2 separate regions of the Mus musculus genome follow, and region 2 is linked to region 1. A link is a contact called in public HiCAR-type data. All regions are on one chromosome and are shown on one strand. Each heading gives the region's core, a stretch centred on a gene start, on an enhancer-like site or on the middle of the called end of the contact. The rest is flanking DNA. Distances are from core to core; before and after follow the strand shown.

Region 1 (5,181 bases), core at 1,147-3,646:
GGAGAAAGACAATAACGTGCAAATGACTCTGACAGAGCCAGAGTATTGAAACTCATAGTAGAGTGTAAATGTGGGCACAGCAAATGGCCTGATTTTACAATGGAAGCACAGATGACTTTATAGGTGTAAGTGATTGTAAGGGTTAAAAAAGCAAGAGTTTATGACCCGTAAGCATTAGATGAGCCCTGCTAACCTCAGTGTCCACAGAGTTCTCCTCAGGTGCAGTCACCCTTGTTCATTTATATAGTGTCTAAAGTCACCCTGGCACACAGAATCAGCACAGGCCGATGGCCTGCAGAGCCATAGAAAATATGAAAACATGGCTCTTTATAAGAACAAATGCTGGTAAATCATGATGCAGGCAGTCATTTCTGCAGTAATGTTCGTTTTGTTTGAGGGGGCTGGAAAATGGGGAAGAGAAGTAGGTGGGACTCATGTCTATTTAAAAACCAGAAAAGTACCTAGTGTGACCAATACTTGGGAGGTAGAGGCAGAGGCAGGGGGATCAGAATTTTAAAGCAAGTACACACATGCACCCATGCACACGCACACACACAATTAATAAACAAAAACAAAATAGAGAAAGGAAGAAAAAAATCATCAACCTCATAATGCCACCTTTGATCCACCCTAGACATAAAAAAGTCAACCACCTACTTTATCAGTTCAAAGTCGATTAAAAGTTATAATAATTAACACCACCTTCCATAATGTCCCACAATGCACCTCGTGCAGCCAGCTCCCTGACACCCATCTCTTCAGAGGCTTTTTTTGGGGGGGGGGAACTAAGGGGAGGCATGTTGGTTGGTGGATGGAACAGAGATGTAAGCATTAAAAATTACTGAATATGGGTGGCAGTGGGGCACACCTTTAATCCCAGCACTCTGGAGGCAGAGGCAGGAAGATCTCAAAATTCCAGACCAACTACAGAGTGAGTTCCAGGACTGGGCTCCACAGAGAAATCCTTGGGGCTGGAGTGGGAGGGGCGATACTGAATGGAAGTCACGTGGGTAGCAGTGCTCCTTCTACAAAACCACAGCATCATTCCTTTGTTTGTCTTTAAAAGTCGGTTTGTTTGTGTTTCACATATTCATTACAAACTCCTTTAGGGCAAACCTGAATGTATTTTTTGATTGCACTTTTTCACTGGTGGCGACTAACACTGAAACACAAAGGTATCTGTGATAAATGAATGATTGATTGAGCAGATGAATGAATGAATGAATGAATGAATGAATGAATGAATGAATGAATGAATGAATGACGAAAGCCAGGAGATGTGAATTCTCTTACATTGGGAAGAAACCTGTGCAGCACTTCCCAGAGTACCTGTCTCTCAGCCAAGAGCATCTCTCTCCTGTGGACAAGGAACTTGAGGAATCAGCCCTGCCAACTTTCCAGCAGGTGCTTCCATGATCTGAAAGGACCAGAGTACTCCATGCCTGGTGTGAGGACTTCACAAGCATTTGCACACACAAGCAGCTCACTAAGTTCGGCTCAGGTGGCTAAAATCCAATTTTTACTCCAGGGACAACTCGCCTACTTAAGTTGACTGAAAGCACCCGGCAAACCACCTACCGAAACCCTCCCCTTTGTCCCTGTCGGTGTGCAGATGATTCGCCAAAGTGTACACACCCCAAATTTATACAGTGTGCCTCAAGATGTCCTTTGTAAGAGGGAGTCGCTGGGAAAACAGCACTTTACAAAAGAGAGCATCAGTCTAGGGGAGGTCCAGCGATGCGGCTGTAGCAGCTCCTGCCACCTCGCAGAGTTCCTAGATAATAGTTCTTTTTTGTCTCCTTCCCTTCTTAAGTCGGTGCAGGGTGGGGTCGGTGGAGGCGAGGGGGATCCAGTCGTTAAAATCTATCTGAGACGCCTACTTGGAGTTCTCTGGGATTTGTGAAAATTTGAGCCTTTCCTAAACAACAAAGAAATCAAGATTCTGGGAAAAGCCCACGCCCCTCTAAGGCTGCTGGTGTGAAATAGAATCGCACCGGGCAATGTTAGCTAGCCATATTACTCTGCGAAGGTGCTCGCAGCTGCAAAGCCTTACAGAAGGAAAGCTGCAGGGCTGGGACCCCACGTCCAGGGGGAGAGCTGGGGCCTCGATGCAGGGGGATGCCCAGACATCGGCCCCGCCCCCATCCCTCCCTCCCTCCCTCCCAGTGGTCATGGCTGAGCAGCCTCGGGTCCGGGTTAAACAAAGAGACTGGTGTGCCTTAGCGGGGTAAAAATCTTTCTTCTCCCTTCGTGCAATAGGTGATATGTAGTAAATTAATAACAGAAAATACCGTAGCCAAAAAATATGGCAGTATTAGAGATCTGGCCCCTTCCTGCTCTTCCATGTCCCTCCCTGACTGCCTTGCAGCTCAGCAACCAGGACCAGACAGCCACCCCCCCCCTCCCTCCTTAGCCATCATTCCCCGCCCCCTTCAAAACTCTTTTATTATCAGTTGAGTCACGTCTCCTGCCAAGCAAAAGGTCATTTCAGGTCATCTTGGAGACGAAAGGACGGGATAATACATTTGAAGGTGCTGGAATTGGCAAGTCCGCGTGTATATATGTATATGTATATATATATATATATATGAGTAAGGGAGAGGGAGAGAGAGAGAGAGAGAGAGAGAGAGAGAGAGAGAGAGAGAGAGAGAGAGAGAGAGAGAGAGAGAGAGAGGTGCCAGCATGCTCAACTCTGCCAGGAAGAGAAGAAATATTTCAAGGCATGACAGGGGCAGCTAGCTGCCCAATCTGTAGCTAATTCCTTATAAAAATAAGAATGTGGTTTATAATTGTGTGCTGCCTGAAGGGTCATTAAAGTTTCTAATTGTTCTCATCCAGTATCTCTTTTCTGGCCATTCATCAGAGAAAGGGTTGCAAAAGTGTTTGTTGTGGAAAGGAAGTGGGGGTGGGGGCCCGTTGTGGGGAGAGGGCAGACTGGGACCTGGAGTAGACTGACTGCGTGGCACTTTCAGGATTTTAGAACCACAAGAGGAAAGCGGACAGCGTGTTTAAGAGTCTCCACAGCACGCACCGGTTGCTTTGTTTTGAGATGAGGAAAGCAAAATTTGCAAATAGTATTTTTCTATGCTGTTTACAAGGACTTTCTCCTCCTCCCCCTTCCTCCTCCTCCCCCTTTCTCTTCCTCCTCCTCCTAAAGAAGATGTCTTCTAACTTTTCTGAGTTGTTAATTCAGTATTATTTCAATAAAGACAATTAGCAGCCTCTGAATTCTCACCAAATACATTTTTTTCCTTCCTTTCCATTCCCACTGCAGTATTTGAATGCCCTGGATTGGCTTCACAGTTTTTTCTAAGAAACAAGAACTACTCTTCTTACTCTTCTTCCTTCCTCCTCTTCCTCTTCCTCTTCCTCTTCCTCTTCCTCTTCCTCTTCCTCCTCCTCCTCCTCCTCCTCCTCCTCCTCCTCCTCCTTCTTCTTCTTCTTCTTCTTCTTCTTCTTCTTCTTCTTCTTCTTCTTCTTCTTCTTCTTCTTCTTCTGTTTTTATTTTAAATAAGACACATGCCAACAGCAATGTGTCCAGGGAGCTAGAGGTTTGGGTAATAAATTATTTGCTCCCACATTCCAAAGTATCTTACATGGAAAGTCCCCATCCACCCTACCTCCCACCAATGGCCTCTATTCCTCCCTGTCTTACTAGCTGTCCTGGTTTGCTTTCTGTTGCTGTAATAAAATACTGACCAAATGCAACTTGGGGAGAAAGGTGGTTCACTTTATCATAAACTATACAATCCATCATGAGGGAACCAGAAGCAGAACCCATAATGAATGCTGCTTAAACTGGCTTGCTTCCAAGATCACCTCCAGCTCCCTATCTTATACCCAGGACCACCTGCCCAAGGGTAGCATGGCCCACAGAGAACTAGCCCCGCCACCACTACCTTCCATCAATTAACAATCAAAAATATATATATTCCCACAGACACATAACCAGCCAATTTGGTGGAGGCAATTCCTCAAGTGAGGTTTCCTCTTCTTGGGTGTCTCAAGTTTGTGACCAAACACACTAGCCAAGTTCCATCTACCATTCCCTATTCAAACCATACCCAAAGATGTTACCTGGAGGAGCTTTTTAGAAACCACCAGTTAAAGGTAGGCTGGTGAGTGACTGGGTCTGTCATAGTAAAAACAAAGAGATAGCATGACCTTTTTGCCTGGACTCAGCCCATCCTGAAGCCTCTCCATGGGAAGTATCTTCTAGCATCCGGGCTCCACATATCTCTCAGTCATCTCCCTCTATGCTTACTCTCCCACTGCAGGAAAAGCACATTGGCTGAAGCTGCACCACCTCACCTGTTGTTGGTGTCACGTGTTTCTGAGAAACGAAATCATTTGTGTCTCTGTTGTAGCTGTTGAGCACAGAAACCTCAGTTTTCTAGATGTTTGAAAAGAACAGGTTACGTCTATAGGAAAGTGATTACTGTGTAGAATGGCAGAAATAGTAAACAACCAGCTGTGGATATGGGGACAAGATTCTTGGCTTTAGCTAAAGTTGGCTGGACAATGAGTGTTACCCACAAGTGTTTGAAGATTGGCTGGTACTTATCACACAAAGTCAGCAGCTACATGCACTCACATGTAACTAGAAAGATCTCTCGGGCAACTGTTGATTTCCTACCAGTCAGAAGCTCCATGCAGGAAGGCCCTGCAGCAAATCTGAAGACGAAGCATGGGCCTCATCACTACCACAGCCTTGACAAAGATACTCTCCCGGCACATTGCTATTGATGGCATTCATTTTCCACAAGAGTTAAACAAAAATACATCCTCATGGTCTTATCTACCTAGAGTATAGGAAGAGCCTAAAGGTTGACTGGGAGTTCCACAAGACTTGAAATAAAAGCAAGCATTTTCCAGAACACTCGGGGGAAAGAATAGAAGGAAGAGCTTCAAAATTCATGAAATGATCACCACTGTGTGTTACACACTACACTTAAACGTACCTGGGGAATGGGTACCATTACATCCTTTACCAATGAGGAAGCTGGTGGTCGAGATCAGTAACTTGGACAAAGCCATGTGTCTAACAGGAGAAGGAAGCAGCTTGAAGTAATTGAGAAGGCTTCCTTCTGGAGACCCAGCTTCACTTCATGCATGTTTACTTGCAAATGAATGTGTGCTGTAAAAGTGTCACTGTGTTATATGAAGAAATTAAGATTCAAG
Region 2 (5,460 bases), core at 861-3,360, 680 kb before region 1:
TCTGAGATGATAACATAGTATAATAAGTTTTACATCCCTCCCTCTCTGCTCCCAAACACAGACCTGTTGAAGAACCAGGTAGGGAAAAAGAAAAGGGGATGGGAGGGCCTAGAGAGCAGAAAGGAAATTTGAGACAGTGAGCGTACGGTTTCCTCTTTGGAACACAAAGACAATCCATCAAAACTCTCCATACTAGACTGATATTAAGCCAGGCTAAAAGGAAGTTTCATGTTCTGACATTTTTACGGCCTGGAACAAGAAATGAATTGGAAAGAGGCCCCTGACAATGGGGGTGGGGGGAGATGGGGTGGTCGTAGAGAACCGGAGCCAAGCGCTGCTGGGGACAGGTGAGTCTGTAGGGACTCAGAAGGTTAGCTTGGGCCCTAGTAATCTAAGAACTCACTCGGTACCATGGAAACAGATATGGTCAGTGGGGACATAGCTCCTGTCAGGCTCTGTGGAGGACAGACAGGCTTGCTTCTTAGAAAATGTGTTTAGCTGTAAAAAAAATGAAGAGTCTTTTTCTGAAATCCCTTAGATCATAGACAGGTTCCTGACCCATATAAAGGACAAGCTTTCTATATTTATTTGAAGACGGATAGGAAAGGATGCAGCTCCGATAGACAGAGCCTCAGTTTCCTTTTTAACCCTGTCGGTTTGTAGGTTAGAGGACACAGTCAGACTGTACAGACAGACAGACAGACTTTGGGGAATGTTGCCCCAGAGCTGAGGATGTGCCCACCAGCCCAGCCCGGTCAAGGGACACAGGAGCCCCTGGCAAGCCTGCATCTTTTGACCAGTGTTTTGCTCTTTCTATTAACCCCTTGTCACCTGTGGAAAGCAGGTACGTAGGAGCACATACAGTTACCCAGTAACACCTAAGAACCTCCATCTGGTAAGGAAAAGACAACTGAGACTGGAGCCTGGGTCTTGGATCACGGCTGACCTGGAGTGACAGGAGGCAAATGATGGTCCCTTGACACCATGTTCCCAGAAAGGCTGAGAATGGCTTATCTGTAAGGGCTGGAGGCTAGGGCAGAAGCAGGCTGGGGGAAGGAATTCCTCACTGAGACCAAAGGTGGATTCTACATCCCTCCCTAGTCTGTACTCTTCTCCCTGCCTCTGAGGTCCTAGCTGTCATTGTGTGTAACGCTGACACGCACACGTTTTCCTCTGACGTATTTGTACACATATATACTTCTTGCAAACACTTGTGCGGAGTGTTAGGCACTTGGCAGGCAAGCAATGAATAACTTGGGGAAGACTGAACAAAACGCTAAGGTTGTATGTCATGGCTGTCAGTGAGGTCCCTGTTCAGAGCTGGGATCCACCACTGGCTTTTTGAGGGTGGACGAGTTACACAGAAAGGGATGGACAAGCTCTGCCTGACGACAGTAGTATCTCTGAACTCTGGAGCATTCTCAGACCTACTGCACAACCATAGCAGGAAAGAGAGCTGGTTGGTGGGAGTGCAGGGCGGGAGCTGGGAAGTGGTTTCTTTGTTCTGGGAGATTTCAGCCGGCACGAACCGCAAATTTTACTGTCTGCACACCAAGAGCCCCTCCCCTCCCCCTTACCGCCTTCCTTTCCAACCTGAGAATTCATTCGCTGCCACCCTCGGTCTCTTCCTCTGCCCCAGAGCAGTCACCAGGGAAAGATCTCTTTGTTGAGAACACCCCGAGACAACTCAGAGTTGCAGAGTTCCCAGGGCACTGCCAGGGTTGCCCTCCGAGGAGAGTGGTCTCCCGGGCACAGACCCCCACCTGTTGATCTCTCCTTTCCCCGGGGGTGAGCGGCAACTTGCATTGTGCCGGGATCTCACGCGTTTCCCCGGCAGGCTCGGCAGATGGCGCTCATGAGCAAAGCCACCACGGTCCCTTCCCTGCCCCTCCCCACCGTCGGGGCCTCGCTGGGCTAAAGCAAAAACAGATGTTTTCATCATTTTTGGATCTGGCACGTGACTTGCAGTTCAGCAATGTGCCGACAGAACCCAGAGTTGTGTGTTTCCTTCATCTCCCGCAAAATAAAACAATCTTCCTTAAATGAGCGTTCCTCTAAGTGAGCCTGCGACACACGATCTCTTTAGCACAAGGGGTTGTTTGCTTAATGGAACTCCAACTGCGAGTGCCCTGCTAGCCAGTCTTGGGTCTATAATTGGGAAGAGGTCCTTTTTCAGAGAAGACAGTGAGCGGCCAGACTGGCTATCTTTACCTTAAGGGCTGGGGACAGGCGCTAGCGTTTTAAAAATAGCCCTGGTCTGGCTGGCGAGGAACCTGCCTTGCGTGGGTGCATAGGGGTCGCGAACAAAACAGGAAGGCCGAGGCGGCGCGCCCTGTTCCCCGCGCCCACGGCAGGTGGCAGCATTGGCCCGAGCTGGCCTCTGCCACTGGCCAAGCCCAAAGAGGGCCCTTTTACTTTCGGTGGCCTCAAAATTATTAGTTCCAGATGAATTCTTGCGATTGTAATATTTGGTTTAACCCAATCGGCCCGATTGCGTCAGCGTACGCTCACACTCAGCCGTCTGAAGTCTAACCAGACATCAGAGGCTTGTTTCAGGAGTGTCAACATTCCTCATCCTTTGAAAGAATTAAAACAAAAAAACGCAAACGCTGATTTATCCCCAAAGGAAAGGGGGGCTGAACAGACGTGCAGCTAGGGTGACCAGAGGGAGTGAACGTGGAGATTCAGGCGGGAGTCAACAGTTGAACCTTGACGAAGCCTGCTTGGGGAGAATTGGAGTTCTTTGTCGATCTAGGACGGACCTCTGGGTTTTATGAAGGTTGGGGCGAATAAGCTGAACTGGTTTGTGAGACAAGAGGCCTGGAGTCATGTAGACTGCTATTGCCAGGCACAGAACACGCTGAGCCTCTGTTTAACCCTTGGCCTGGCTGCTCCTTCCAGGGCCAGACACAGCCTCCTAACAGCTGTGGGGGATTTCTGAATCTCCCTTAAGGATGCAAGCTGTGTTTCCTGAGGATAGCAGCCCACACCCCAGAGGACCTCTTGAAAAGATGAGGCCTCCAGCAGACCTTGCTGAGTGGACCCGCTGGAATGATCATATGTCTTGTAAACAGCCCTTTGCGTGTCACACACCAGGCAGGGATGCTTGGGGACCCATTCTAGTAGTCTCGGGTTTTACAGGTGTTATCCTATGAGATTAAAAGACTGCACGCTGAGTGCAGGGGCACTGATAGTTAAATCTGGCCACAAGACACACAGTTCCACCCACGAGAGCAGAAAGGGTGCCCTGCCTCCCTTGGCTGAGCTGGAATGACTTGTCCTCGGAAAAGAAGGTCTGGTCTTTACTGTGCGGTCCCCATCCATGCATTTTTTTTTCCAATCTGTCTTCAAACTCTTCAAGTAATGTGGTCAAGGAAGCTAGGGAGATTTCTGCTAGCTAATTTCAGGGAGCTTGCCGGCTTTCAAGCAGGTCTCTGGCTCAACTCGGTGCTGATCAAAAGCCAGCACCCATCTGGCAGATGCCTCAGGTCCTGCCCTTGGAGAGCTAGCTGGTGGTGGCTGACTGGGGTCGGAGTCTGCCAGGCAGGCTGGCTGTGCGGCCATCTTGTCCTTCCCTTTTCTCTGCCCAGTGGTGGTTGAGCTCAGTGAATCAAGCATGGAAATAAAAATGGTGGGTGAACACCTCCAGACTGTTTTGAGGTCTTGGTGTCCTGGATATTCCTTTCTCTCTGAAAAATACATGCCTCTGCATGGTAAGACTGTATGGTGCTCCACCTGGGCTGAGCCGGGGGCAGGGGAGTGAACTAAGCTGGAGAAGCAGGCGTATTGACAACAGGACTCCTTGGGATGGTGGAAGAATTCCAGTGTTCTTGGGACTCACTGACTTGATTTTCTTCTGAGAATCAGCTTTTGAACATCTGACTGTGCAGAGGTTTTCAGTTCTGACTGCTTACGATCAGTTTGAACCATTGAGCCCTCCATTTCTGAGCATCAGAAGTTCAGTTGGAGGTCAGCTTGGGCTCCAATGGACCCTATCAATGTGGGAAGGAAGGATTCTCACACAAAGCTGCTTGCATCACAGTGAAAAGGGAATGGGTTAAAAACCCACAGCTGTATCGCTACTAGGTGGTTGGAATATACAGCCAGATTATCTGTCTGTCTGTCTGTCTGTCTATCTATCTATCTATCTATCTATCTATCTATCTATCTATCTACCTACCTACCTACCTACCTACCTCTCTCTATGTCTGTCTGTCTGTCTATCTATCTCTGTCTATCTATCTATCTATCTATCTATCTATCTATCTATCTATCTATCTATCTATCTATCTATCTACCTCTCTATCTGTCTGTCTGTCTGTCTGTCTATCTACCTACCTACCTCTCTCTATGTCTCTCTCTCTCTCTCTCTCTCTCTCTCTATTTATCTGAGGAAACCTTTGACCAACATACTGTCTTAACAAAATGGTTCAACCAACAGGATGTATGAGTTTGATTGGATCTTCAATCTAAAGAGGGAAAGTTATGACAGACATCCTCTGACCTAACTGGGAACTTGGTGGATCCCGGGAGATTAGTGATAATTAGGTTTGAATAGATCACTGTGGTTTTATAGGAAGAAGTCTATATGGCGAGTCCTGAAGTATTTAGGGCCGAGTGTCAGGACATTTGCTTGCAACTCAGTTTCAAAAGATTCATTTTTTAAAAAACAACTTAGTAAATATTCTAGAAGGTTAGAACCTGTGACTGGTGGTGACTCATGAATGTGTGTATCAAAGTTCACCAGAGACTAATTCAGGACATTTCTAGTTAAAAAAAAATGCTATGCAAACAGAATATGGCCCCTCCGTAAACATCTTACCATATTCCTCACGTATCAAACAAGTATGTGAAGCACTGTGTTTAAGCCAAAGTAGAAGGCAAGCATAGACAGCGGGACCTTGAAGAAATCTTAGGGAATGATTCCTTTATCCTAGGGCATTAGGAGAGAAAATCTTCCAAGATGGGCTAGTATCTGGGCTGGAGATTTTTTTTTTTTAAATGTACAATTTTAATCAGAAGACATTTGGAGAGAAGGGACAATAAAAGAAAAAAAAGCTAAAGAATTGAAGACTGTTTCAGGGAACAAAGATCACTCCATGTAAATGCAGTGGAGGATGTGCTGGTATGAAAACCAGCATGTGGGGACGGGTGGCTTTGAACACCACACCCGCAGTGTTGGGAAGAGGCATGTGGGACTAGCAACAGCAGCTGCACGGAACTTTCTCTATAGAAACTCCTGCCCAAGCTTGAAAACCAGCACATGTGATTTCCCTCCAGAGGTTCCCCAGTGTGAACAGGATCATTCAACCGAGTCTGGTGATGGACTCAGATGTCCCTGATCTCATCCACACTCACTGCTGATGTCACACAGGCCGTACATGAGTCCCATCATGATGACGGTCGGCTCTGAGCGTTGTTCTTAGAATCAGCCAACACATCCGTGCTTCTGATCCTTTT

The links. HiCAR-type assays count read pairs that join an accessible place to other places.
Region 2: a contact with region 1 is called in a HiCAR-type map of astrocytes, with 8 times the contacts expected there. The contact joins two enhancer-like sites. A contact is called at or near these places in 1 of 15 datasets of contacts at CTCF or cohesin (the NIH/3T3 cell line), 2 of 484 Hi-C or Micro-C datasets (nephron progenitors and uterus), 16 of 115 datasets of contacts at active chromatin or transcription factors (astrocytes, cardiomyocytes, craniofacial prominence and 11 more) and 1 of 9 other capture datasets (embryonic stem cells).

Annotation. Positions count from the first base shown.
Region 1 is chr9:41,270,511-41,275,691 of GRCm38.p6, reverse strand. No RefSeq gene overlaps it. Among named protein-coding and RNA genes, the nearest start is that of Gm25401, 66 kb to the left of the region's middle. Within about 2 kb of position 2,396, at least 110 of the 459 cell types and tissues checked have an H3K27ac peak or open chromatin away from gene starts, as enhancers often do. A contact at or near this core is called in astrocytes, craniofacial prominence, embryonic basal ganglia and 5 more, where this site is marked.
Region 2 is chr9:41,947,716-41,953,175 of GRCm38.p6, reverse strand. No RefSeq gene overlaps it. Among named protein-coding and RNA genes, the nearest start is that of Gm36227, 31 kb to the right of the region's middle. RefSeq lists an enhancer at 1-4,036. Within about 2 kb of position 2,110, at least 231 of the 459 cell types and tissues checked have an H3K27ac peak or open chromatin away from gene starts, as enhancers often do. A contact at or near this core is called in astrocytes, craniofacial prominence, embryonic basal ganglia and 5 more, where this site is marked.